Linked DNA regions of Danio rerio: region 2 is linked to region 1. The links are chromatin contacts, called in public HiCAR-type maps. All regions are on one chromosome and are shown on one strand. The core of a region is the stretch at or near the end of the contact, and the rest is flanking DNA. Distances in the headings are between cores, read along the strand shown. Region 1 overlaps LOC141375393 (a long non-coding RNA gene). Region 2 has its middle 86 kb from the start of uacab.

Region 1 (3,319 bases), core at 541-3,040:
TAAGTACTTTTAAAAATGTGTACATTTACTTTCCCTTGAGTACATTTTTAATGCTGTATCTGTACATTTACCTACTCCACTACTTTCCTTCAACCTGCAGTCACTACTTTATTTTCTTGTCTATGGGGATTAGAAAAATCAGTCCTGTGATTCCTGTCCAATCAAATCGCACATAGAAGATAAATCGCATCATATGAACTACCTCAAGAAATGGGTGATTTATAATTGCAGCAAACAGTATGGAAGCATTAAAAGTGTCCGATAAGATCCAAAATCTTTTACACACATTGACCCAGAGACTGTTTAGATGCATGTCACTGATGAGAAGATGACGGATGTTTACTGTATGTTACAGCTTGTGGGGACGATACCACTATGACGTCTATCAGATGTTGGATTTTGATTGCCATACCTGACAAACAAAATGTCAGTATTTGGCATCAATATGACATTGGTTTAAGATGTTGGCTTTACGTTGAATTTTAGTCACTTTCTAACAACCTTTCTAACAACGATGTTGTCATTAGACATCAAAATAAAGTTGTCCTTAGACACCAACTAGACATTTAATTTTGGTCACCTGACATCAAAACCTAAATCTAACCTAATATTAAGTCATACGACATTGTGTGCCTGCTGGGCAATAACTAGATGCACTACAGAATGTTACGTTTACACACAAATTACATGTAAACACATCAGCTTTTAACAACGTAATACTCATATTTTGAGTAAAAATTACAACAGATGCTTTTACTCCTTGCACTACATTTTTAGGCAAGTAATGCTACTTTAAAATATGATTTATCAGTACCCTTTCTACAGCTACACTACAAAGTTGATGGTTATTTTGACAGTTAACATTTGATTCATTAGCGACTCATTCAATAATTCCTTCAGTGGCTTTACCTAATTGAACCTGTAGGTGTCACTGGCCACCAACGAGCTATATTTGTTTTCCTTAATTAAATTAAAGTAAAACAAAAAAAGTTCTAGAACTTAATACTGTAAGCAATATGATTTATGTAGCCAATTTAATATATTTATAAGGTTTAATCATCCCAGAAATGTAAAATTTGCTTCCATGTATTACATGTACAGTACATGTGTCGCATAATGACGCATTGGCAAATTTGGATTTGTTTACCAGAGAAGATGTGCCCACAAATACGTCATACAGTCTATAGTCGAGATACGAGATGCATGCTTAGAACTTCTATACCACTACATGTATTTTACATGTTTTTGTTGCACATTGCACAACTGATGGTTATTTTGACAGTTAACCTTTGATCTATTAGCGACTCTTTCAGTGATTTGTTCAGTGGCTTTTCTCAATGAAACCTGTAGGTGTCACTGGCCACTGGCCATTTTTTTCTATCATTTAGTTGAAGTAAAACAAAAAAAAAGTTTTGTTTACATTTTTTGATGGTTGAAAATGCATTTATAAGGATTTTAAAAGCTATAATTTTTTTTTGCATGACAAAATATAGATTTACAGAAACAATTACAAATTTGTAAGCTGTTTATACGACTTTATACAGCACATCTTTGAATTATAGAGCTTAACTCTTTGAGTACCCAGTTTTAAGATCCATTCATAGTTTAAAAGACCAACTTGTTTTTGATTAATGTGTGAATCTGGCGCTCTCCTCTGTGTGTTTTTCTGCATGTGTCTCACTTCCTCCCCCATCCTCTCTTTTTTGTCACATGGTTTACTGTGCACACACTCTGACTGATGCTGTTTGCTCAGCATTCTCTGTTTTGTTGGCAGAAGATGACAAATGTCAAAGCAAATTGTGAAAGGCAAACACACAGGCTGACAAAAGCACACATCCACACACATCTGACAGTATACTTTAGTGCCCCGTTAAGAAGGCCTTGTTGGAGGAGATTTAACTGCTCTTCTCACACTCACACTTTCAACTGTGAAATGAGAGCTTGAGATACGCTTGTTTGTTTTTGCACAAAAAGCTTTGAAACTGATCACAGCTGGATGCCATTTAAAAGAAACAAACCGATCCGAATTAAAATGGTGGAAATTCTTGATTGCAACCTCTGATAAATGAGGGCAATTATTTGTGGATCCAGGACCAATCTGATTTCTGAGGTTTGTAATTCAAAATGGTATCAGCAGGGGGCAGCACAGGACAATGTTTGTTCTCCTGTTTTAAACAGTCACCAACTAAACATAAAATTGTTGCATTTATGTACAGTTGAAGTCAGAATTTTTAAGCCCCCCGAATTATTAGCGCCCCTGTTTATTTTATCCCCAATTTCTGTTTAATGGAGAGAAGATTTTTTTCAACACATTTCTATAATATTTTTAATAACTCATTTCTAATAACTGATTTATTTTATCTTTGCCATGCTGTCTGTAAATAATATTTGACTAGATATTTTCAAGACACTTCTATACAGCTTAAAGTGACATTTAAAGGCTTAACTAGGTTAATTAGGTAAACTAGGCAGGTTAGGGTAATTAGGCAAGTTATTGTATAACAACGCTTTGTTCTGTAGACTATCAAAACAAAATATTACTTTAAAAGGCTATTAATTTTGACCTTAAAAAATTAAAAACGGCTTTTATTCTAGTCAAAATAAAATAAACAAGACTTTCTCCAAAGAAAAAAAACATTATCAGACATACTGTGAAAATGTCCTTGCTCTGTAAAACATCATTTGTGAAATATTTCAAATAATAATAATAAAAATCAATGGGGGGCTAATAATTCTGACTTTAAATGTAGTTATTTTATTGTTAATGAATAAAATATAATATTATGAAACAAATTCTAGTATTATAATATATTTTTTTTAATGTTATTAAACTTTCAAAAGCAAAATTGTCCAGACATTTAAATTCTGAAGAATGTCAACAAAATGTTTTTGTTTTAGCTTAAGAGCAGTTAAGAAATCAATATTTAGTAGAAAAAATTATTTCAATCTAATCAACAAATGAAAAGACTTCTTGTTTTGACTAATTGTCATTTTCATGTATCATGTGACATTAAAGTTGGTAATGATGTTGAAATTCAGCTTACAATTTTAGTACCCACAAGACATTCACACAAAAAACTTTCAAAAATTAAATAATATTCAGTGTTGGACAAAAAATAAGATTATAATATATTATTTGATGTTTGTTTTATTTCCCCAACACAGTATTTCACAATATTTCTGTTTTTACTGTACTTCACATAAATATACACAGTAAAAACTCTGTTAATTAACCGTTTTTGTGTTTTCTGTTTGTTTGTGGTTGCTCCATCGACTTTTGATTTGGAAATGTATCTCTACAGTTCCATAATGGTCCCAT
Region 2 (3,319 bases), core at 436-2,935, 300 kb after region 1:
CAATGAAATTCCAAACACTTGAGGCAGGCTGACCCAGGTCCTTCCCCGCTGAAAAGGAAAACATCAGGTGGGGTTGCGATCTAACAACCACCTGGGATCCATTAGGGTCTCCATTATATCTGGGCTTCCATTTCTTTCCCAGCTCGCAAAAGCCTCTGAAGTGCGAGTGAGCGCCGAGATCGCAAGCCTGCCAAGGTTGTTAACCTGCAGGCATTTGTAATGTCGAGCGGGAGTTGCTTTATTAGCGGAGTGAAATAATCTCTACCAAAGTGGTTGAGATGATGACAGACCCAGATTTATGACCCCTGTAAAAGCCCCAGCATCGCGGCTGCTCCAGCATGCATCATGAAAACTAATAAGAAGTGGGACTCGCTGCCAATGGCATAAATTCATGCAGATTTTGATCTCGGAACATCTGCAAGGCTCGAATAATTTATGCTGCACTCTCCACGAAGGGGCTTACAAGCCCTCTGATAACTTGTTTTGGTCTGTTATGCAAGGAAGCCTCAGGTAATCCTTCGCCTCAGGGACAATACCTGTCAGAACCGCATCCAAAACCACAGAAAGTGCACATCAAAAGCCACAAATTCAGAAGCAGAGTCTGTTTGGTCTCTCCACAGCATCTGAAACGCCCGCATTTATCTACTGCTTGTGATGTGACTGGTGTAGTGGAATGATGAGTTCTTTTAATGTGATTTGGATGAAAACGAGAACGAGTCTGATAAGCGGCGAGTATTTATATCCATACGCATTCTTGTATCGCATGTCTTTCTACAGTACGCACACATACTATGTTTTGACATCTAACTGCTTATGAAACAGCTCAATTACTCCATTGTACACAAACACACTTCTCTGCGTGTGGCATCTCTAGTTTCAGTGCAATCTGCTTGATTGAAAACCTCTGCAGGCAAAGTGAATAGTTTGGGATTGGCACTCAAATGCTGGTAATTGAAGCATTGTTGTTGTCATTTGATGAACAATTTAAACCCACTGCATTTACAAGCCTATTTCTTTTGGTCAGGTAAAAAAAGGCCCACTAAAAGCTTTGTACGCTGTATGCCTCCACCCTCACATCTTTACAGACCCTTTGCAATCATTTCCGCAGATGTGGCAGCAGGTGAGCCCGGGCAAATATTCGCAGAGGCATTATAATGGGAGCTGGCATGCTACTGCCCTTCTAGAACAGGAATGAGTGGCTCTGACAAACCAGCAGATTCAGTAGATCACTTGCCAACACCTCGGCCAATGAACTTCAAGCATTAAATCACGCAAATATTTGATGATAGACCATTTCACCTGTGTAAACAGAGATACGGCGCCAAATATTCACTGCAGAGGAAGCATGAGCTCAGCCTGTGCATCTGCAAGACACAAGATTTATTTCCAAGCATTTCCGAGGTATTCATTAAATAAAAGTCATTGGATGAGGTTGTTTTGTGCTTTTGGGCAGGGATCACCAAAATCCTGGGTGAATCCAAATATGTAAAAATAAACACATAAAAATAAATAGCCTGTTAGCAGATCATTACTAGGATTACTCCAGAAAGCACAGTTAGAAAAACAAAGAGGGAAATGTGATACTATAATGTTTACTTGCTCAATAATGCAATATACTGCCAAGCTAGTCAGATTCTGGCTTTCACCAGTTTCACTCCTGCTCAATCCAAGACTTACAGTGCATAAAACATAATGTAGGCCTGCCCTCTGGAGGATGGGAGTGGAACTACACCACACTCCTGCCTCACTCAATCATAAAACGCAGAGATGAAAACTGGGTGAGTGTTCTGAGCCCTGATTCATGGTTACGACTTCAAGGCAATGATTCAGGGAAGACGGCGCTTACAACCAATAAACCGTGCATCTCTTGACCATTTAGCCTGCAGAAGCTAATGAGGCTTTAGCTGGAGAATATTTAATGGACTCTGCTGGCATGGTAATTAAGGGCAAATGACAGAATTGGGGAATGGGCACAATGGGGCCTGCGCAGTTAAAACCACTTAACATGATGGAGATTGTCAGGCTCAAGATCTTAATTCTAAGAACAGGGACTTTTTTTTCATCCCTTAAGCAAATTACTGGATTGAAACTAGACTACTAAGCAGTTTCTTTATATAAATAATTAGCTTTTCATCGTTGTAGTTTGAAAAACATGATACCAAAGTCATCACAATAACTGAAACTCCTTTAGTATTCATACAAGGTTTATAGTATAGCCCTGATATGCACACTGCAAAAGATTCTATGATCAATTAGTCCTGACAGCATATGTTTTTAGGTCATTGTAACTTATTAATCCACGTTAATCATGTTTAAACTTAATTGTATAAATTACACCAGCTATTTTAAGTCAGTTTAACATAATATAAGTTCAATGGACTTACTTAAGCTTAAAAATGTAAGGCAGCCAGGATTTTTTTTACAGTGCACCTGGGAACATAAAATCTACAACATAGTCCAAATATGTTGCTTAAAGGCTAACTTAACACTGACCAATGCAGAGACTGACCAAACTACAATAAAAACAAGTGCCACCCAATGCCAACAGAGAAACAAAACGATTTCCTGAAACTTGACAAACGTACCTGCAACTATTGGTCAGCATCTGTCAGTGGGGTTGGCCTACAAAGGATTAGTTGCAGTTTAAGTTGGTTATTAAAATGTTTTAAAAAAATTGCTGTTAATATCACCTTCAGACAATTCATGATGTAGCTGACTTACAGTATTTGTTTAGCAAAGAGCTTTTTTTCTTTAGCTGAACCTATGGTCCTTGGTGATTTGTGAAATGGAACTCAATGACTAATGGCAAACAGGGAACAAATACTGTAAAGGTTGAGTAAATTAGGATTTTTCTGTTTTTTGTGTTTGTTTGTTTTGTTTTGTTTTGTTTTGTTTGTTTCACAGATTTAGTTTTTGTTCTAATATACAGAATTATTAGAATAAAATCTTTGAAGTGCTTTCCGAGGTGTTGGAGTTGCAATTACAACCAAATCCAATGCTTTTAATTCTGGGATTGTCTGAACAAACGCATTTGTTGTCAAATACACAACATAAACAGCACCCATACTGTTTAACTACTGCCAAGAAACTACTTCTACTGTTAAAAAAAAAAAGGAATCCCCTAAATGTAAACTGTGGCTTGGAGAAATTACCTGTTACATTTAGAGCGAAATATATACTATTTGAAAAGAAAACTCAAACAATTTGACAAAATTTGGAATCTTTTTATTTGTGACCTTGAAATAAACTTGGAATAATGCATCAATTCTGTAATGTTGTAAAATGCTTTGTCATCATACTCTGTTCTTTAAACAGGTCT

What was found. HiCAR-type assays count read pairs that join an accessible place to other places.
Region 2: a HiCAR-type map of caudal fin shows a contact between it and region 1, with 14 times the contacts expected there. The contact joins two enhancer-like sites. A contact is called at or near these places in 9 of 18 Hi-C or Micro-C datasets (caudal fin, embryo, fibroblasts and 3 more) and 1 of 4 datasets of contacts at active chromatin or transcription factors (caudal fin).

The regions. Positions count from the first base shown.
Region 1 is chr7:33,538,616-33,541,934 of GRCz12tu, forward strand. The region is part of intron 2 of LOC141375393 (a long non-coding RNA gene); the gene reads right to left. Among named protein-coding and RNA genes, the nearest start is that of paqr5b, 26 kb to the left of the region's middle. Within about 2 kb of position 1,791, at least 3 of the 62 cell types and tissues checked have an H3K27ac peak or open chromatin away from gene starts, as enhancers often do.
Region 2 is chr7:33,842,571-33,845,889 of GRCz12tu, forward strand. No RefSeq gene overlaps it. Among named protein-coding and RNA genes, the nearest start is that of uacab, 86 kb to the right of the region's middle. Within about 2 kb of position 1,686, at least 4 of the 62 cell types and tissues checked have an H3K27ac peak or open chromatin away from gene starts, as enhancers often do.